Linked DNA regions of Mus musculus: all the other regions are linked to region 7. A link is a contact called in public HiCAR-type, HiChIP or PLAC-seq, Micro-C and promoter capture Hi-C data. All regions are on one chromosome and are shown on one strand. Each heading gives the region's core, a stretch centred on a gene start, on an enhancer-like site or on the middle of the called end of the contact. The rest is flanking DNA. Distances are from core to core; before and after follow the strand shown. Region 1 holds the start of 4930577N17Rik (RIKEN cDNA 4930577N17 gene). Region 2 overlaps Lhfp (lipoma HMGIC fusion partner). Region 3 holds the start of Naa15 (N(alpha)-acetyltransferase 15, NatA auxiliary subunit). Region 4 overlaps Lhfp (lipoma HMGIC fusion partner). Region 5 overlaps Lhfp (lipoma HMGIC fusion partner). Region 6 overlaps Lhfp (lipoma HMGIC fusion partner). Region 7 holds the start of Foxo1 (forkhead box O1).

The links. Promoter capture Hi-C pulls out the DNA fragments that hold promoters and counts their contacts. Hi-C and Micro-C count contacts between places; a contact is called where the count stands out from the background. HiCAR-type assays count read pairs that join an accessible place to other places. HiChIP or PLAC-seq counts read pairs in DNA pulled down with a chosen protein or histone mark.
Region 1: a promoter capture Hi-C map of liver shows a contact between it and region 7, with 2.4 times the contacts expected there. The contact joins the promoter of 4930577N17Rik here to the promoter of Foxo1 in region 7. A contact is called at or near these places in 1 of 39 promoter capture datasets (liver) and 1 of 115 datasets of contacts at active chromatin or transcription factors (regulatory T cell precursor).
Region 2: an H3K27ac HiChIP or PLAC-seq map of T-cell acute lymphoblastic leukemia shows a contact between it and region 7, with 5 times the contacts expected there. The contact joins the enhancer-like site here to the promoter of Foxo1 in region 7. A contact is called at or near these places in 7 of 39 promoter capture datasets (the 3T3-L1 cell line, the C10 cell line, embryonic stem cells and 4 more), 2 of 15 datasets of contacts at CTCF or cohesin (large pre-B cells and pro-B cells), 18 of 484 Hi-C or Micro-C datasets (B cells, CD4 T cells, the G1E-ER4 cell line and 11 more), 8 of 115 datasets of contacts at active chromatin or transcription factors (T-cell acute lymphoblastic leukemia, embryonic forebrain, embryonic stem cells and 2 more) and 1 of 9 other capture datasets (embryonic stem cells).
Region 3: a contact with region 7 is called in a promoter capture Hi-C map of neural stem cells. The contact joins the promoter of Naa15 here to the promoter of Foxo1 in region 7. A contact is called at or near these places in 2 of 39 promoter capture datasets (neural stem cells and pre-B cells), 5 of 115 datasets of contacts at active chromatin or transcription factors (embryonic forebrain, embryonic midbrain, extraembryonic endoderm stem cells and 2 more) and 2 of 9 other capture datasets (adipose tissue and liver).
Region 4: a contact with region 7 is called in an H3K27ac HiChIP or PLAC-seq map of large pre-B cells, with 7 times the contacts expected there. The contact joins the enhancer-like site here to the promoter of Foxo1 in region 7. A contact is called at or near these places in 4 of 39 promoter capture datasets (the C10 cell line, embryonic stem cells, hippocampal neurons and 1 more), 2 of 15 datasets of contacts at CTCF or cohesin (large pre-B cells and pro-B cells), 18 of 484 Hi-C or Micro-C datasets (B cells, the G1E-ER4 cell line, the HL-1 cell line and 10 more), 8 of 115 datasets of contacts at active chromatin or transcription factors (T-cell acute lymphoblastic leukemia, embryonic forebrain, embryonic stem cells and 2 more) and 1 of 9 other capture datasets (embryonic stem cells).
Region 5: a HiCAR-type map of astrocytes shows a contact between it and region 7, with 2.4 times the contacts expected there. The contact joins the enhancer-like site here to the promoter of Foxo1 in region 7. A contact is called at or near these places in 6 of 39 promoter capture datasets (the 3T3-L1 cell line, embryonic stem cells, hippocampal neurons and 2 more), 6 of 115 datasets of contacts at active chromatin or transcription factors (astrocytes, embryonic forebrain, embryonic limb bud and 3 more) and 1 of 9 other capture datasets (embryonic stem cells).
Region 6: a contact with region 7 is called in a Micro-C map of embryonic stem cells, with 4 times the contacts expected there. The contact joins the enhancer-like site here to the promoter of Foxo1 in region 7. A contact is called at or near these places in 2 of 39 promoter capture datasets (hippocampal neurons and stem cell-derived epiblast-like cells), 1 of 15 datasets of contacts at CTCF or cohesin (large pre-B cells), 4 of 484 Hi-C or Micro-C datasets (all in embryonic stem cells) and 1 of 115 datasets of contacts at active chromatin or transcription factors (stem cell-derived neural progenitor cells).

The regions. Positions count from the first base shown.
Region 1 is chr3:51,275,433-51,278,132 of GRCm38.p6, reverse strand. It overlaps 4930577N17Rik (RIKEN cDNA 4930577N17 gene), which reads right to left and starts at 1,372. Exons shown (of 1, transcript NR_073429.1): 1 at 1-1,372. All of the region lies in intron 4 of Elf2 (E74-like factor 2), which reads left to right.
Region 2 is chr3:53,257,742-53,260,441 of GRCm38.p6, reverse strand. All of the region lies in intron 3 of Lhfp (lipoma HMGIC fusion partner), which reads right to left. Among named protein-coding and RNA genes, the nearest start is that of Gm40048, 140 kb to the left of the region's middle. Within about 2 kb of position 1,406, at least 31 of the 459 cell types and tissues checked have an H3K27ac peak or open chromatin away from gene starts, as enhancers often do. A contact at or near this core is called in T-cell acute lymphoblastic leukemia, embryonic fibroblasts, muscle stem cells and 1 more, where this site is marked.
Region 3 is chr3:51,414,607-51,417,306 of GRCm38.p6, reverse strand. It overlaps Naa15 (N(alpha)-acetyltransferase 15, NatA auxiliary subunit), which reads right to left and starts at 1,291. Exons shown (of 20, transcript NM_053089.3): 1 at 931-1,291. The coding sequence starts at 984. LOC108168868 (a long non-coding RNA gene) reads right to left here and starts at 924. Exons shown (of 2, transcript XR_001783830.2): 1 at 533-924.
Region 4 is chr3:53,230,005-53,232,704 of GRCm38.p6, reverse strand. It overlaps Lhfp (lipoma HMGIC fusion partner), which reads right to left. Exons shown (of 4, transcript NM_175386.3): 3 at 877-975. Among named protein-coding and RNA genes, the nearest start is that of C130075A20Rik, 140 kb to the right of the region's middle. Within about 2 kb of position 1,369, at least 14 of the 459 cell types and tissues checked have an H3K27ac peak or open chromatin away from gene starts, as enhancers often do. A contact at or near this core is called in T-cell acute lymphoblastic leukemia, where this site is marked.
Region 5 is chr3:53,209,591-53,212,290 of GRCm38.p6, reverse strand. The region is part of intron 2 of Lhfp (lipoma HMGIC fusion partner); the gene reads right to left. Among named protein-coding and RNA genes, the nearest start is that of C130075A20Rik, 120 kb to the right of the region's middle. Within about 2 kb of position 1,445, at least 35 of the 459 cell types and tissues checked have an H3K27ac peak or open chromatin away from gene starts, as enhancers often do. A contact at or near this core is called in astrocytes, where this site is marked.
Region 6 is chr3:53,108,692-53,111,391 of GRCm38.p6, reverse strand. All of the region lies in intron 2 of Lhfp (lipoma HMGIC fusion partner), which reads right to left. Among named protein-coding and RNA genes, the nearest start is that of C130075A20Rik, 18 kb to the right of the region's middle. Within about 2 kb of position 1,306, at least 47 of the 459 cell types and tissues checked have an H3K27ac peak or open chromatin away from gene starts, as enhancers often do. A contact at or near this core is called in embryonic stem cells and stem cell-derived epiblast-like cells, where this site is marked.
Region 7 is chr3:52,266,915-52,269,614 of GRCm38.p6, reverse strand. It overlaps Foxo1 (forkhead box O1), which reads right to left and starts at 1,278. Exons shown (of 3, transcript NM_019739.3): 1 at 193-1,278. The coding sequence starts at 813.

The DNA of each region.
Region 1 (2,700 bases), core at 123-2,622, 990 kb after region 7:
GGTAAACGAGTTTTTTAAAAGCTGTCTGAAGATATCTTTAAGCTATGAACGAATACGTTCATTTGTCCAAGTCAAGCAAATACAAGAGAGGGCACACGAATTTCATGACCAGCAAACCCAGCGACTCCAGTCTCCCCGAGGCTGCCGGGCGGCTCTTTTCTGTTTACTAATTACCTGTCTAGTGTACTCTGACTTCTGTCGAGAAGACAGGACCAAGTCAGTTTTTGAAGTAGTTGGAGACTCCTGACTTCCTTAGTGATGCTTCTAGAATATTTTCTAGGTACAAGTTTTTTAAAGTGCAGTTCTTTCGACTGAACTGATTGTATGTTGCATAAGCGCCGGGAAGGCCAACCCAAGTTAAAAAGCCACCTCCGTGTACAGCTGCGGGACTAGGTATGAGGTCTTTTCTAGGAAGAAAAATTTGATTCATGGCTCTTTTCCAGAGGGGACATTTGCAGACTTCGCTTCCGCAGAACGTGAAGCGCGCCTCTTCCTGCCGAGGCGAGGCCCGCGTCCCCGAGGGCGGCCTGCGGCTCCCCAGCCTCAGGTGTCCGTGCGGCCGCCGGCTGCCGGCGCCCGGGACTGACTTCCTGTCTGGGCGCGGGGCGGAAGGATCGCGTTGCCAGCCGGGGCCGCCGCCGCCCCTGCCGTTAGGTGGTGGGGCTGCTGAGCCCGGCGGCGGGAGGCGGGCCGGCCGCCGCTTCCTGTCGGAGGACGCGCAAGGATCCGGGCGTCGGAGTGTGTGCGAGTGCGTGAGTGTGTGCCGCCCGCACGGCGTGTGTCTCCGGCCGCGGGTTCCGCCTTCTCCCCTGTCGCCGCCGCTCAGGGTGTAAGTCAATGTGAAGCAGCAGTTCCAGCCCCGGGATAAACATGGCGACGTCTCTGCATGAGGGACCCACGAACCAGCTGGATCTGCTCATCCGGGCCGGTAAGCACAGGGGAACTTTTCTCCCGTGCATCGGTGCAGCGGGCGAGGGGGCGCCCGGCGGGCGGGGAGCGTCCCCCGGGGCGGTCAGCGCCCCGGGTCCGGTGTCCGTCTCCGGCAGCCGGGCGGCCGCGGAGAGGGGGGAGTGAATGAAGTAATGGAGGCGACAAATCAGGAAGTGATCACCTTGGAGAGTAACCTGCCTCGGATCCGGGCTGTCGCTCCGGGGAGAGCGGCGGCGGCGGCGGCGCAGCAGCGGCAGCGGCAGGGGCCGGGCGCGGAGCCGCGGCTAAGTTGGGGAGTCGGCGCGGGCGAGTTGCGCGCTTCGCCCCAGTTGCCGGGGAACCAGGAAGTGAGCGGAGCTGTTGTCCCCGCCGCCTGCCACGCTGTCCGGCCGAGAGGGCCGCCCCTGCCCGCGGCCGGGGGCGCTGGCCGCCCGCCGCCCTCGCCTCTCACTTCCTATAGCCGCCACTTCCGCATGGACGCCGCGGCCCCCCCGGGCGCTACCCGCCAAAACGCGCCCGCCCGGCCTCCCGCCTCGTCCCTCCCGGAGCGGCGCCCGAGTAACGGTCCCGAGGCCACTTCCCGGTGCCGAGTGGGACGCCGCCGACCCGGCACCTCCCCGCCGCGGCTAACGGCGGCCGTGGGGGAACCGGGCTGCTGCCCTTCCTTCCCTCGTGGGGCGGGTGACTGAGGGTGGACGGGAAGGACACCGGGTGTATTCCGCGCAGCCGGCCCGGGGCTGCGGGACAGCGGAGGGGGACGTTTATTTTGGTCCACAGTAAGATGAAAGCGGGGAGCGGGGCGGGCGGGAGGGCGTCCTGGCCCCGGGGAAGTCTCGGCTCGGCATTGCCCCCTTTCCCCTCCCCCAAACCTCCCACCATAGCGGAAGCGCCTGGGAGAGGACAGAACGCGCGCGATTGACAGGCCCGAGGTTCCAATCTGCGCCCTGAGCTGTTCCAAATAAGAACGTTGATTTCTGGGGGCGGGACCACGGGCCCGAGCCGGGCCAATGAAGATTGGGCGGGAGTGAAGCTGACAATGTACGCATGGAATTGGAGGGAAGAGGAGTGTAAACACGGAAGTGGCCGCGGGGGTGGGGGATGTGCTGCGCCACTGCTGCAGCGGAAGGGCACGGACTTAAGTTACATAGAAAAAGCAGCTTTACTTGCTAGCAGACAGCGCAGCGAGGGCCTCGGGTCGATGTGGCACTGCTCGAACACTGTTGCTTACCGAAATTATAAGCGCATGCGGTCCCTCCTCTGGTTCTGTTTCACATCTCCATCGATGTCGGATTGGAAGATGAGAAATTGTAACCAAACGGTAGTGCTGTAAAAGATCAGAACAGTCTTTTTGCACCTATTGTTTTTAGGGATCTTGAAATTGGTAGTTTGGTGGACAAAGCAGTTCGGTTTGGAGGAAAAATTATGTTTATCTCTAAATTTAACGGAACTTTAAATATAAATAAAATCTGGACTGATAGAACTGCATGTGCTATATAACAATAACGCTGAATAGTGTGTTTTGGCTGAGGCATATTTTACACATTTCAAAAGTAGGGAAATCACAATTTATTGAGCAGCGTTTAAATGCCTTTTTGAATAGGAACTTTTACTGAAGGAGAGGAACATAATGGAACTTGGGTCCTTGTTAAAGTCAGTCCATTGATCAGTATGAATTAGTGTACAGTTTTATGTTGGGTTAGTGGTGTTTTGAGTGTCGAGTGTGTATAGTTAAAGAGATACTGTTTGGGGCAGGAGAGATGCTCCTCGGTT
Region 2 (2,700 bases), core at 157-2,656, 990 kb before region 7:
GAAGAGGGCTGTTCATCCTCCAGCGTGTGCACTTTGACATACCCACTAGTGACGTGGAGTCCTTGCAGAGAATGCTACCATGAGAAGGAAGGATGGAGGGATGACGTGTGCGTTCCCACAGGTCCCTGGCTCTGTGCCTCGTGCCAGCTAGGACTAAAGACTGGCTATTCCCGTTCACCCATGACTGCAGCAAAAAAGGAATAGCAACCATAAGGACAGAAGCCATGATGGTATCCGTTCTCACTTGACGCCCTAGCCCAGACTTGGGTGCATATTAAGGTATAACAGGGCAACATTTAAACTGTAGGACGAATCCTCCTGAGGAGGGGGCCCGTTTGAAGGACATCACCGAAGTAGGCACTGTGACACATGTGGAATGTGTCAAATACCCTGCACTGTGTGACCTAAACTGGGAATCAAGGCCTCCCAGATTGTACTGGGGCTGAAACCCACTGTCAGTTCAATGTCTATTTAAATGAGAACACCAAGACCAGGGTCCAAACAGGTCTTCAAGGACCAGAGTAGTAATGGTGCACTTGAAACCCTAAAAGATTAGATTTCTTTACCATATGCCCACTAGGTTGATTCTTCTCACAGTACTGGGAGGTGGGGTATAGTTGACAAAGAGACTGGAAACTGGTGACCCTTCAGTTGCCCTTCAAGCTCATATAATTATTCAGGGATGGAGGCAGGGTTCAAACCAGCAATAGAACAAAAATCCTAAATAAAAATCTCAAATAGCCTATCTGGTTTGGTGGAGTGGGTCTCCATGCTTGTGAACTTTGGTGAGAGCATCCCTTGTTTGTGAAACAGTCTGAGTACCTGGTCCAGACTCGCTCAGCTCATTAGCCTTTCTACTCCAGTCTCCATGATGCTGGGCTTAGAGGCATGAGTAGCCATGGGTGGCCATCTTGTTTTGTAGTGACATAGGAATTACTCTTTGTGTATGCACTGGACGTAAGCCCTCTGTCTCTTCCACTGGCCACTGTCCTATCTGTTCTTAGTTCTAGTTACTCCTGTTTACAGTTTTCCTTTACTTTCTGGGGGTAGGGGTGGGCGTGGGAATGGATCCCAGGGCATGCTGGGAAAATGCCTGTGTGTGAGCTGCATATTCTGAACCTAACCCTTCTTTTCTCCAATTGCATCATCTTCCAATAGCAGGCAGTTTCCTTCTCTCTTTTATTCTTGTTTACATATTGTGTTAGACACTTAGATCTGACAGGGATTGAACGTACCAACCTCAGAGAAAACCTAACTAGACATTTACAGCCGGGTGTCTAACTTGTCCCATGTACAGACCCTGCTGTGTGAGGTCCTGCCTCATCTCAGCGCTGTGGGTGGAGAACAAAGGCAAACATCTCTCTTAGAACGGAAGTTTCAAGAAGGTATGTGTGTGTGTGTGTGTGTGTGTGTGTGTGATCTTGCCATGCCTTTGTTCCCTCTCGTACCTCTCCCCGAAGTGCTTGCCCTAGCCCAGGCACTCAGTAAATCACTGCTGAATGAGAAAGCAGGGGCAAAGAAAAACAGAAAGGAAGGAAGCTGAACGGGCAGGCAGGCTCCAGAAAAGTCTGAGATTTTATTTTAAGAGTAACTCTAGTTCTGTTTTGGCACTGAACTTTAAGTGGAAATTTTCCAACCCAAGCATTTCTGCCTCCCACAGGCTGTGCCATAGTTAACAGGATAACATATTCAGAAGGATCAAATCTCCAGCTTGGGGCAGATCCCAAGGCACAGTAACCTTCCTTCGTACTGGTCAACTGGGGGAGTGAGCGATTTTCAAGGGTGACAGGATCTCTGCTGCATGACCACATTTACTGACGACCACAGGCTGCGAGTCTTGGGAGCCATTGCCCGCTGTGAGTGATTCGTTAGCCATATTAAATAAATCTAGGAGGGAGAATTAACGGGCAGCTAAGAGTAGCCAGTGGTTTAGAACCTTCCAAAGAGTCAGCAGAATGTGTAGTCTCTCTGTTCCACACAGGGCGCATAATGTGGATGGCAATCCATCGCTCATTATTAACGGATATTGACCTATGCACACTCTTATGACCTAATGCAGAAGGCAGAGTATATTAATTACTGGACACATTCTCAGGAAAGCATAGCTGGCCTGGGTAGTTAACTCGAGGATGTGCATGTGGGTGCAGGTTACATCTATTAAGGATGATGAAGGAGGTACTGAAGGGCCGATTATCACAGAGCCAGGGTGAGGGCAGGTATCATTCTAATTGTTTCCTGCAGAGGAGTCAGTGAGTTTCAACTCCAGGAACCTTTAGCTGGTAGGGAGCTGCAGCTGATGGCATCATGTACCACAGTCCCGTGGATCCCTTTGCGGGCTCTGGGCACTAGTCACCAACATCTGTTTGTATTTGACCTGTAACAATTTACACTCTACCCCCCCCACACACACACACAGGGGTCCACGGGAAACTAGATCAATGTTCCTCCACTCTGATAGCTGAGCTTGCCTCTGAAATAGCTGTCGTCAATGGGCAACTCAAAACTGGCTATCAAGGTCAACACTAGTGGCTTCTTAGCTGTTGGGAGCCGCCCTCACATTTGCCATTATAAGATGGCGCTGACAGCTGTGTTCTAAGTAGTAAACATAATCTGCACACGTGCAGGGGCAGTTTTCCCGCCATGTGTTCTACCTTTCTCGTGATGACAACTGAGCCGATGGGCTGCAGCCAATCAGGGAGT
Region 3 (2,700 bases), core at 42-2,541, 850 kb after region 7:
AGATTCAAGCCCATACCCCCGCAAGTTATCACTGCGTGTATTTTTATGCAAACCGCAAACATCTGAAGCACAGGGGATGAGTTTGAGATAGCGTCAACAAGATCCATCTTAGAAGACACTTCTATTATCTCCTGCTAAGTTTTTGCACCGCTATTTTTAAAACTTCAGAGTAAGGGGTGGAGGGGGAGTCTGTACTGAAACTTCCTACCGGACCGCCCCTAGAAATGAGTCCCACCTCCCGGAGAAGGGTGTCGGGGTGGGGCCGTTTTGCTCTCCAACTAACAAACAAATGCTGCGTTTCCCACTCCCAAAAAAAGAGGCCGAGGGGCTGCAGGATCAAGTATGCAAGTGCCTGGATGGAGGTGACAGAGTAGCCTCCGCTTCTACAAGAGTCCATTCTTTCGAGTCCAACAGTGACCCCCGGCCGGGCGGGGACCGGTGAATCCCAGATGGGGAGGAAGAGGGAGGGACGGGGCCGGAGAGGGAGAAGTGCTTTCAAGCAATGAATGAGTCCCTGCCTCGGCCACACCACCTGTTCCTTCCGAGGGTGCCACCCCGACCAGCCGGCAGAATCCCTGTCCGGAGCGGGGCCGCGACTCCCGGCCCGTGCGGCCCGCTGCCCCGCTCAAGGCCAGGCTGCTCCTCCCTTCGCTCTAGGAGGGTAAACGGCAGCCGAGCCGTGCGGATGCCGGGGAGTCGGGGCCTAGTCCGGAACCGAGGCCTCGAAGCCCGCGGGCCGCGGCGCGCGGACGGAGGTGGGGGCGCTCCCGGGGCGAGACGAGAGCTGAGAGTGCGCCCCGCCAGCCAGCACAGCCGAGGTGGGGTCCCCGCGGGGTGGCCGGGTGCCCGCTCGCCCGCCCGGGCTCGGGGCTGACAGGCCCGGCTCCCAGCGAAACCATCCCCGGTGCCCGCTCGCCGCCTCACACTCACCAAGATCCGCTTGAAGAGCGCGTTCTCCTTGGGCGGGAGGCTCACGGCCGGCATGGTTCCGGCTCCTCCCGCGGCTCCCGCCACCGCCCGGCTCGCTCAGTCCGTTTGTCCGCCCGCCGCCGCCACTGCCGTTCCCGAGCTCACTTCAGCCTTGAAGCCTTCACTCCGCCGCCACTAGGCCTCCGGGGTCGCCGCGCCCGCCCTGTCCTGACACTCCCTTCGCCTCTTTTTTTTTTTCTTTTCTTTTTTTTCTCTCTCTCTCTCTCTCTCCTCCTTTTCCCCCTTTCTCACTTAACGCCGCCGCCACCTCCCCCCTCCCGGGTCTCCGTCGGCGGTTCACGTGGTAACTGAAAAGACCGACAGAGGCAGCCAAAATGGCGGACTCGGAGGGCTTTCCCACCCGGGTCACACCTCCCAACGCGCAGGCGCGGTGACCCGCTCTTCCCCACCCTCGATGCACCGGAGCCTGCCGGGAACGCGGAGGCCGGGCCGGCCTGCGGAGCCGCGGATTTCAGAGTTGGCTCTGCCGGTCCTGCCAGTGCCGTGTGCCTGGGAGGGCCGCCAATGACGCTTCCGCCGCCGCCGCCTCCTCTCTGGAAACAGACTTTCTGCCCCTTCTCGCTAGACCGGCCTGCCTTTCTCTCGGTGGGGTAGACTCACCCAGATGGTGTCATCATAGCTTGAGTATCAAGTGCCAAAATGGAGATGTTTTAAGAAGAGGTATAATGGTTCTAGGCCCAAGTGCCTGTATTGTGTACAGAAGGGAGCGAAGGGTAATTTGTGAACCGATCCGAAAAAGAGGGCTTAATCATCTTGAAAAGCCTCTAAGAGCTTGACCTATGAAATGGGCCCCGGCTGGCTAGGGTATCAGTGATTTTTGTTGACTATTGCTAGAGATAGCCAGGAAAGGTGTTGGCCAGATCCGAAGTGACATACTTATACTGCCAAAGGAGCCTCTGAAGGTTGAGGTATATTTATTTCATTGCTGAAGTCATATAATGCGAGGTTGAGGAACTGGCTGTGTGAGTCACCTTAATGTGGTGGAGTTGAGGGCCGAGACTCCTGGAGTTGGCTTCTAATTCATGCTTAGGGTTGTATCTGTTGAACTGCCTGTTAACAGAAATCCTCAATCCTTAGAGGCCAGACTCCACTGAGCAAGGTCAGGCCTGAGAGAGAAGAGGATCCAGACGTTTCATTACAGTTAACAATAAAACTTTACAAAATGGCAAGCCATTGAGTCACAAGAGCCATTTTACCCTTGATTATCTCATGTGGACCTTCTAGTAATCTGTGCATCCTGAGTCATAAAGATGTGCAGCAGTTTAGCTCCTTTAGGTCTGTTTTTGTTTGTTTTGTTTTGAGACAGGATTTCCCAGTGTTTCCCTGGCTATCCTGGAATTCGATCTCTTAAAAACCAAAAAGGGAGCAAGCTTAGAGCAGGCAAATCCTGGGGTATCCTTGAACACTAATCTCTCTAAAGATTTAGGAAAATTAAGTTGGTGAGATGGTTCAGTGGATTAAGGCACTTACTTTGCAAGCCTGACAGCCTGAATTTGACCCCTGAACTCACATGAAGATGGAAAAAGAGAAAAGGCTCCAAAGAGTTGTTCTCTAACCTCCATGTTGGCACACATAAATAACAAGTGAATTCTGGGCTGGAGAGGGAGTTCATAGGGGAAATGACCTGTTACTCTTGCAGAGAACCTAGGCTGGGTCCCAGCACCTCTGAAGAGGCCAGGTATACACAGGGTGCTCGCACAGACAAAAGGC
Region 4 (2,700 bases), core at 120-2,619, 960 kb before region 7:
GGCACCTGGGACATTGAAACATTTTGTGGTTGTTTTTCCCAAAAGTTCCGGGGAATTAGGCCATCTGGCCGGGGCCCATGTTCTCAGTCGGTATTTTTTTTTTTATTCTTCAGTGGAAACACCCGAACTTCTTCATTAGCACACAGACAAGCAGAGTCGAAAAGGGCCCTGCTGCCAGGAGCGTCCATCCCCTGCTGGTACCCACGTGTTCTGTGCTCAAGACCCTGTTGCTCTCTTCCCCCCTTTCTTTACTTTTCTTTCTCTTTTCTTTCTTTTTCTTTCTTTTATTTTTTTTAAAGATTTATTTTATGTATATGAGTGCTCTATCTGCGTGTATATTTGCATATCAGAAGAGGGCATTGGATCCCATTACAGATGGTTGTGAGCCACCATGTGGTTGCTGGGAATTGAACTCAGGACCTCTGGAAGGGCAGCCAGTGCTCTTAACCACTAAGCCATCCCTCCAGCCTCTCTCTCCCCTTACACAAAGTGCTCCACATCCCAGAGAGAAACTTTACCCTCGTCGTAATTTCCTTGATTGCTTTGTTTGCCTGTGAGTTCCCTCGAGATATTTTTAGCGTGTATAATGAGTGATAAATATATGATTTTGAACAAATTAATCAGAGGATATAAAAGCTCAGGAGAACAAGGCCATTTCTTTTTCTTAGACTCTGCAATATAGATCATAGTGCTGGCGAACAGTAGGGTATCAGTGACTCTTCAATCAACAAGTGAAAATGTATCTATGTATTATGTAAGTATGTATATATGTGTATACATGCATATGTATGTATGCATGCATGCCTGCCAAACACAGCCCCAGACTGTCTTCCTTCCAGATAAGCCCCCTTTCTAGGAAGAATAACGAGAACTCACCCAAGTCAAACTGGCCAGAGATGTAGCCACAAGTCTGCCGGACTTCCTCACTGTCCCAGCCCAAGGGGTAGAGGGCACAGCCAGCACCAATCAGCAAGCCTGTGGAGAGGAGGTAAAATAGAAAGCCTTTACAAATCAAAGTGCAGAACACGACAGGGCCATAGCGCCTGCTCCTTAAAAACACCACATTAAATTCCTTTAAGCAATGTGAAGTCAGATTCCAAGAACAATATTGAGTCTGCTTAAAATAAGAATAAAAATAGTAACAACTCAGTTTCTTTCCAATTTTACCTTTTAAGAGCACAAAAAGCCTTCAGAGTCTTGCTAAGGAACTAAAAAGAGTTTCTTTCAATCACACTTGCAAAAAGCCAACCAATCCCTTTAATCCCATGGAGAACAAATTCAAGAGCAAGCAACGTTAGTAAGTTACCCTGCACTGTTCAGTGGAATTTCTGTTGCCAATATAAGAATCAACATAGTATGTTGTAGTGTTGTGAAATTTTACAGGGCCCTTGACCTGTGAACTTGCACTGCCTGTTCCTCACAGCTCAGGAATGATCTAGAAGGCGGACACATGGAAGACTAAATCTGCACCTCCCTGTAAAAGCAACGTGGTTTTATTTTAATGTAAATCAAACTATGTAATGTAAATCAAATGTAAATCAGACTATGACAACTGCTTCCTGTGAGTCTTTAATTTTGCATATGGTTTTTACAAGAGCCAGAAAGAGATTTAAATTCTCACCAGGAGACTCTATAAGTTAATCTGACAGTAAGATCTCGTCAATCAGTGAGCATTACCATCAACCACAACCCAAAGATGCTAACCCAGAAGCACCGAAATACAGCTGTGTGATGGGTGAGAATGGGAGTTCTCAGACACCACAGAAGCAGCCCCACATAGGCACACACTTTAATACAGTAACATGGCTGAGAAATACGGCAACAGGAGACTTAACACTGACACACTGAATCAATCCTGTCTCTCTGGCCAGTGTTCACCCTTCTCTACCCCTATTGGGTAGACTGCTTCTCTAACCGCCATCTGGGGCAGAACAGTTCATGCCCCCCTCCCCACACCCTGCCACCAACACTGAGCTAAGCCACAAAGAGAGACAGTCCTCACAGCGTGACACTCATTTCCTGCCTTAGTACCCATCCTTTCAACCTATCCCCTGGTCTTCAGAAAGAAAAAAAAAAAAAGGATCAGAGAATCTGAGCTGAGAGTTCTGGATTCTCTATATAAATCACTAGCTACTGTGTGACCTGTCTACAGCGCATTGACGTACACCATGTTTTGTCTGAAACATTGTCCACAAAGCAGTGAGGCAAGGTTTTGCTGAGCAGACAAATACCCCACTGGTCTGCTTCCTCCCATTGGGAAAATATTTCCCAAGCTAGTTTTCCTACCATTAGATAAAAAGAGAATTAATTATGCAGGATGCCAAATTTTGTACAAATTGAGTCCCCGGCATATTTATTAATCAATGCAAGAACATTATAAGAAACTTAGTTCTTAATAGGTGACACCTTTTTTTTTTTTTGAGATTTTTGTGAGTAAATTTTAAAGGATAACGAGTACAGAAATGTTTGGGATAGAATTTGTTCAAGTGTGAAAAACATTTCTAAATGTTAACATGTAAGTCACCAATAGCTCCTTGTCTGACTTGGAAAGAACTATTCTAATTCACTAATCACCAAGTCCCCAAGCACTTTCTTGTCCCCTTGGATGCTGGATTTGTACCCTGATCAGAAAGGAGCTGACCCTTTCCTTAAAGAGCAAAGCAGTCGAAAATCTGTTCCTTTGTGAAGTCGGGGACCATC
Region 5 (2,700 bases), core at 196-2,695, 940 kb before region 7:
GTCCCACACAAATTCCCTTAGAGCATCCAGAGATGGGAGTCAAGCATTGGTTTTGTTTTTTCTTTTCTTTTTTTTTTTCTCAATGATTTTCTAGGTGGCCAATAAAATGTCTCAGTGGGTATAGATGGTTACTAACAAGCCTGACCACTCAAGTTTGATCCCCGAAAAAACCCCACAAGGTTTACTCTTGTAAATTGTCTCTGACTTCTACACATGTACATTGGGATAAGGGCACATTATATGTTCTCTCTCTCTCTCTCTCTCTCTCTCTCTCTCTCTCTCTCTGTCTCTCTCTCTCTCTCACACACACACACACACAGAGGAATGAATGAATAAATGTAAAAAATTTAAAAGATGCCCTGATTCCATTGTACAGTAAAGTCTGGGAGCACCAATTTCATAGCGATTTTTGCAGTAAAGACTTCACAAATCACCCCCGATAACTTAGGTTTCTCTGCACCCACAGAAGCCAGAAGAAGGAGTCATCTGGAACTAGAATAAAGGATGGCTGTGAGCTGCCATGTAGGTGTGAGGTGGTGGAGGTAGGAGAAGGAACTCCGGTCCCATGCAAGAGTAGCCAGTATTCGTAACTGAATGTAATTTCACTCTCAGTAAATCTTCCTGACCTTTATGCAGTATTTGCCTAAGTCCGTGGCCTTTTGCTTCCCTGAGTCAGCAAAGCAGATTCACCTACACATGTAATGAAATAGCTCCCGTTTTAAGCCATCATCTTTGGCTTCTATCAAGCATTTGAGATGCTGTTTAAATGATCAGCCTGTTGGAGTCACAGTGCTTGCTTGGAGAGGCAAGTTCAGGAACTTGAAAATATTTACTCTCTTCCCCTGCCTGTCTTCCACCCAAATCCCTCCCACGCAAACATTTTCTGGGCTGTTTGTCCTATCAACCATGCTTGCATCTGGCATGGATAGAAAGCTCCAGGCACAAACCCAGACCAAGGGCAAGGGCTGGTGAGCATAGCTGCCAATGTTAAGACACACACACACACACACACACACACACACACACACAAACAGTCCAAAGGAAGCTCTCAGGCACAGCTGTCTCCTAACGCAAACTGGTGCAGCAAATTAAGGCAATGTTCCCAGGCCACATCAGAGGAAGAGTGACTACTTTCTAGGGACCTCCAGGGTGAACCAAGGCTTGTGGAGATGGTACTAATGAAGGACATGCAAGATCAGTCTGAGTTGCTGGAGGGCAGTAACAGCCCCTTCCTTTCTTTAGGAGAAATTTGAGTTAATGGCTGGGCTCATACTATTAAAGCAAAGGAAAAAAAAATTGTCCATCTGATTTTTGCCACTGGGTGACATTAAAGTAGCCTCAAGGGTATAACTGACGTGGATTTATTACTCTGTGTGGTCACTGGGTGAATGGAGCTACAATAAGTGATTCACGATGCCTTTTCTCCACTTGATCCAGCTCAGCCCTATGCCTTCGAAAGCATGACGGCCTTTCCCTGCCAGGGCTGTCTGGTCGGATGCCTTTACAAAGCTCCATCTGAGGGAGAATTGTACCAGAGAAGAATGGAGATACGGGGTTTTGTGCGCAGCGAAAACTTTTTAAGAGTTGTTTTCAAATGAAGTTTCACATTCCAACTTATAAAATTGTTCTTATCCTCTTTTGCAACGTAGCAAGGATTAGCAATTCCCTTTTGGTGATCTCTGTTCAACAGCTGGCTACATTTTTAAATGTTACCAAATTCCTTAAACATTTCAAACTGTATTACACTTAGGGTTTAATTTCCTAATCTCCTCAGTGGCTTCAATTCAAACAAACCCTATTATAAAAAGAAGTAATTTATATAAATACAACAAATTAGAGTTTACAATTAATGACTGATAAAAATACTTTTCAATAAGCCCATTTAAATTAAAAACAAACAAACAAACCCTGTTTGTATTGAGAAGGCTGGGATTTAGCAGTACCACGGGAAGGGCAGGCATTTAAATTAGGATCAGATTCGTCCTCACATCAAAATAAGTACGTATCTGTTTAATTCTGAATAAAAGCATCAGATACCCAGTTAAAATTTAATCAGCACACTCAGTGGAGATACGCAAAGCTTAAGATGTCATGGAGATTAATTTATATAAAAGTAGTTGATCAAATAGAACACTTTTTCTTAACTGGTGTGACTTTACTCATATTGTTATGGGAGCAAATGAGTGACTGGGGTTGTTGTCTGCTAGGGGAGGCTGGACACCAGCTGTGGATCTCAGTCTAAAGGTAAATTCAGAGATTAGAAGTGCCTCTCACTATTGCCACCAGTGCCATGTGACCTTTACCTGAGTCACTGGGTCAACACAGACCCCAGAGTTTCCACATATGGTGGTCTTGCCGCACAGGCTGTCTGACTAACTTGCTGCTCATAGTAGAATTTTGCAGCCCCTGTGAGGCTCTCAACTGGTTGTCTTTACTGCTCAATTGCATTTATTTGCATATATTTGGGGGTACACACATATTACAATTGGGTCCCACAGATTTACCCCTCTTTCCCTTCTGCTGTATACCAACCACGTGGTTAAGGACTCTCCTAAGCTCTCAATGCCTGAGAAGGGATTCCTGGAAGCTTTGACGCTTCCTGACCATGTCCCTCCACTGACCCCTTGTTCTGGCCACACTACTGCATGAAGTTCACCCTGACTCTGGCTGCAGCATTTACCAACAGCAAGCAAGTTCTCA
Region 6 (2,700 bases), core at 57-2,556, 840 kb before region 7:
GGCAGGAAGGGGGGGGTGGGCAGCGAAAGGGAGGGGGAAGGGAGAGTAAGGGAGGAAGGCAAGGAGGGAGGGATGTCCTTCAGGAGACTAATAATACATGGTAGACCATAGCAATATAAGAAAGATGACAAAATGATACGGCAAGATGTTATTAATTTACCATTACTTCGGGAAAAGGTTAGTTTTGGTGAGCATAGCAAAGTTGTAATAAAGACCTAAAGACCAGAGTCTAGACCGGTGACACATCACTTTCTACCAGGACTATGGATGTGTTTCAATTATATGCACTTAGTTATAGCAGAGAATGTTTTAAAGTGCAGCTTAATCATCATGTTTTGTGACTCTGCCTTTCGGCACTGTTATATAGGAAGGGTAGGTTTTATTTTGGATGGATAAATTCAGACGAGCAGAATCTAGCCAAGACCCATCTTTATCATTATAGACCAAGAGTTTGTAGTGTTAACCTATGAGCTCTTAAATCATCTGTCTTCTCTAATCTCAGTCTGGCTTCATGGTTTGCAACTCATTCTGTCAGCCTTTCCTCAGGGTAGTGGCATATAGAAGCATCTGTAGCCACCATCACGCACTGTATGGTTTAAAGAACAGATTTCCCTTCTTGCAATTCGGGGGCCTGAAAATCAAACACTTGGGTTGGGTTGGTTTCTTCTGAGCCACGTTCCGTGGCTTACAGAGTCTCCTCCCTTTGTTTTCAGACAGATCTTTGTAACATTTCGGGTCCTGATCTCCCCACACCCTGTGAGCAACTGTCAAACTACGTTAGAGGCCACTCTGAAGACCGACCGACCAGGGACAGTTGCAGTCTGAGAACCTGGAGGTTAATTCCTCAACACATAGAGGGATATAGTCTTTAATGATCACATTGCTAATTTTAGTATTTAAGGCTTACTTGGAAATAATCATATCCCTTCACATATTCATCTGCTAATCATCTATGTAGATAAAAAGCTAAGAGAAAAATACACAATTTCCTAATGGATGTATGACCTCTCTTGAACAAACAGAAATGAACTAGCCCAATTACAGAAATGAACTCATTACGTTAATGGTAACTAAAATCCTTAGCTGCTGTTATCAATTACAATAGAATAACTTGTATTTTCCTCAGTGGTCAGCGTTCCTTCTGGGATCTTTTGTTTTTGATCAAACTGAGACTTGCCTTTTCTTCCTTCACATTTTCCTGTGGGCACTGGTGCAAATTAAAGTGAGAAGGGAAAGGAGGGGTCCACCAACCAGTGTAACAGGAAACACCGAGTCAAACAAATGGTTTAGAGCCAATCTTGTGATGACATCAGCAGGGAACCATCCCAGGAATGGCTGCTATTTCCACATCTGATGGGGCACAATCTTCTACCCATGCAATTGGGAGGAGAACTTTGATGGAATTCAGGGTATGAACTGTGTCAGGCATCTGCCAAGTTCTTCTCTGAGAGCTTATTATCTGTAAGGGTTAAGGCAAAAATCCTCCAAATTCAGACAGAACGTTTTGAAAGGAGTGAGGAATGGAGTGTCTCAGGTGTAGTTGGTGAAAGAAAGAAGTTTAGCACAGAGGAACAAACTGTGAAAAGCCAAGGGGCCTTCAGGCAGGTGACCTGTTTCATTCCAAGGCTACATGATGACCAAATGCACCAAATGTTGAAAGGCTTTTCCTCAAAGAAGGACAAACTTCCTTAGTAACAGAATCAAGCAGGTGCTCTTTGCGGCCGCACCATCTCTTCAGCACCTATCAAGTTCTTAACAAAGGTGAGATCCCCAATGGTCCTTTGGTCTCAAACATCATGATTTAAGACAGCAGCCACACACACACATACACACACACACACACACACACACACACACACACACACACATGGATTAAAGAGCAGCACCAGGCATGAGAGGGGAAGAGAAGACATTTGCCAAAGTTGAGTTCCATCTGATTTTTCATTTTAGTTTTTTACCTGTCGCCCCAAAATTAATAAGGGCCACAACTGTTCAGCATCTTAATCAACAGACTTCCATCATTCCGTCAGGCCCTTAAGCAGGGAGCACAGGATAAAAGCAGGGGTGGGGGTGGGGTGGGTGGAAGGAGACAGAGCAAGGTGGGGGGGGGGTGGAAAAATAACGTGAGACCTTACATATTATCTGAAGCTGAGGCAGCCGTGTAATTATAAAGCTAGCTTTTCTCTCACTTGACAGCACAAGAAAAGGAGGTGAGGAGAGGCTTCTAAATGAAACATGACATTCCCTTATTAAAGTCTGATTTAGATTTTAAATGGCTTAGTGCATGGCGCCTACTTCCCTGCTCCGGGCTAGCCAAGAAGTACACATATAATGGAAACAGAAACTGAAAAAAAATTTTTTTTGAACAATGCCTGCACTTTTCAAATAATTTCCTTTATAAACATTTTTATGCTTGGAAGAGATTTTCTTTAATTATTCAACCCATAGTTGTCTACCTTTCGGTAAACATAAATATAGTCCAACACGTATGGTATGCTTTGTGTTTAAAAATAACACAGGGCATAGTATGTGCAATGCATTAAGAATTTACTGCCTGGTTTTGCTTCATTTCCTCCCTGTTGGGGGTAGCCCACGGAAACTGCCTGTCCTTACAAGCAATGCTCGCTGGCCCACATTAAATTGCACCATTGCATGCTGGGACCTGCAGACTCCAAACCAAATGGCAGCTGCTATGTGTTC
Region 7 (2,700 bases), core at 29-2,528:
GAAGTCCCTCGCCTGCACCTGGTCCAAATTTGGCTCTGGGTCTCCGGGAAGCCCCCGCCACACCTGCCATTTCTCGCCCCGCTCTCTCCGTGCGCCCATCATTTCCGGGCCCCGAACACCCACACTGCCGACCCTCCGCCGGCCCCAACACATCCCCACCCCACCCCCCAGGGCCGCCCAGAGGCCGTTCACCTTCCAGCCCGCCGAGCTGTTGCTGTCGCCCTTATCCTTGAAGTAGGGCACGCTCTTCACCATCCACTCGTAGATCTGCGACAGGGTGAGCCTCTTCTCGGCTGAGCTCTCGATGGCCTTGGTGATGAGGTCGGCGTACGACAGGTTGCCCCACGCGTTGCGGCGCGACGAGCTGGTCTTGCGCGGCTGTCCCGCGAGTGGCCCCGCGGCGGCGGCAGCGGAGGGAGGCACGGGTGGGGGCTGCGACAGCGGCCCGGTCGGTGGGGGCTGTGGCGGCGCTGGGTGCACGCAGCCCGCCTCGGGGCCCTGGAAGTCCCCGCACAGGCCCCTGCTGGCCGCAGCCGCCGCCGCCACGGCCACGCAGCCTGGCGCCCGCGCGAAGTCCTCACTCTCCTCCAGCAGGCTCAGGTTGCTCATAAAGTCGGTGCTGACAGCGGACGCCGAGGCCAGGCTCGCCGCGGCGTCGGGGTTGGCGGCCGCGCCGCCCGACGGCGCCGGACTGGAGGTGGTCGAGTTGGACTGGTTAAACTCCGGCCTGGGCAGCGGCCAGGTACAGGAGCGCTGCCGGGGCAGCGGCTCGAAGTCCGGGTCGGTCTCCACCACCTGGGGCGCTTCGGCCATGGTGCCCCCGCCCCTCCCCCACCAGCAGAGAAGTACCGGGAGACGCGGCCACCGGGGGCGCGGAGCGGGCGACCCGAGTGTCGCTCCGAGATTGGGGGGCCGCGGACGGCGGACGCACGCCGGAGTCAGGCGCGGCGGGGCGCAGCGGACGGACGCGCCCAGAACTTAACTTCGCTGGGTCACCGGTGTCTAAGGAGCCTCCGAGTTCGTGCCTAGGACGGGGCACCGACCAGGCCGCGGAGCCCGGCAGCTCGGGCACCGCGCTCCCGCTGACAAGGGCCGCGGACGCCAAGGCAGACGGGCGGACGCTGCGGGCCGCTCTAGCTCTCCGCGGCCGCGCGACAGCGGCGCTGCTGCCTGTTGAATGTGGCGGCGGCGGGGACTGAAGCGACTCCGCAGACTCCCGTCTTACGGGATCTGCAGCGGGCTCCCCGCCCGCGGCGGCGCGCGCGCCGCCCCGCCCCTGACTGACAGGCTGCGCGGCCAATGGACGCGCGAAGTCTCCGCCGAAGCAGCCAATGAACGCGGGCCTGGGCGGGCGCTGCCTTCCCTCGGGAGGCGGCAGTAGGTTGGTGGGGGGCGGTGGGGTATTTTTCTTTCTCACACACTTTTTTTTTTTTTTCCAATCTCCGTTATTATTTTCTGTAATTCTCAAGTGTTTCTGAGTCTCTGGCGTCTCAGCGATCGGATTGCTAGGAGGCAAACCGGCGTGGAGGCGGCTACCATACTTTTGTTTACTACAGAGTGCAATCGAGTACTCCAGGCAGAGCCCAGACCCTGACTCCCGGGATGGCGCGGGGCCGCTGCGCGCTCCCGGACGCGACGTGGGCGGTGGGGCGCCTCGTGGATTCCACTCAAGCCCGCTCCGCCCACGCGTCTTCGCGCAGCTCTCGGGAAGTCGGTGGGGTTTGTTTTGGAGGAATGTTTTCTTAAGCTGGCATCTGCCCTGGCCGCCCCAGGCGCGCAGATCCTTCGGTGAAGACCCGTCGCTCTGCGGCTCCGGAGTAACCGCTTCCCACCCTACCTGTGCACACCTGCAAGACGAGCCTCTGCGGCTCGGTCCAGCCCCCAGCCTCCACTCATCCTGAACCCCAGAGAGGTGCGGCGCGGGGAGAACACTGTTGCACAAGCACCTAGCTCCAGTAGCGCCTCAGATCCGACGTCTTCTATGGGAACCGCTTTTCTGCCACGGGAATCTCACTTTTTCCTGAGGACCGGTGTGGTGGCTAAAGAGTCAGAGGAGCGCTTAGAGACAACTTTGTCACTTTATTACCCCTAATTAAGTTTAACTGCTTGCTTATTTCTTTTTTATTTAGCATGGAAGCGATGAGGTGTTGAAGTCGCAAAAGGAGATAAGCCCCAAGTGTTGGGGCACAGCTCCGCCCCTCAGTTCTTTAAACTCACAGAGTGAGCTCCCAGACCCGCGTATCTAACACACGTCCGGCGGAGCCAAAGGTAGAAAGACAGTGGTTCTTTTTGCCTTACAGAATAGAAGAAAATGTTCCCTCGCTTGATCCTCTGATTTGCTTTCTTTTTTAAAAAAAAAGAAATATGGGTGGCATTTTCTTTTATTGGCTAGGATGCTTTAGAATTGAAGATGCATATTAGGGCTTTAAATATGTCCAAAAACGCAGCTCCAAATGTCTTGTTGCGGTTGTACTTCGCTCTTCTTTCTTACGTGGAGTTTTTCTATGTAAAATGAGACTCCAAAAGAAAACCAGCCTTCTTACTCCTTCCACTTTGTCTCTAACGTCTCGCTAATCCAGGCCCCTATTCCCCTATTCATAATCCCTTTTTCTGAAACGGCTGCCTACTGATAAAAGTTTTGAGTGGCGATCCTGAACCAGAGGTGCCGAGGACAGTTTGGTTAACTGTCTCTTCACCTTG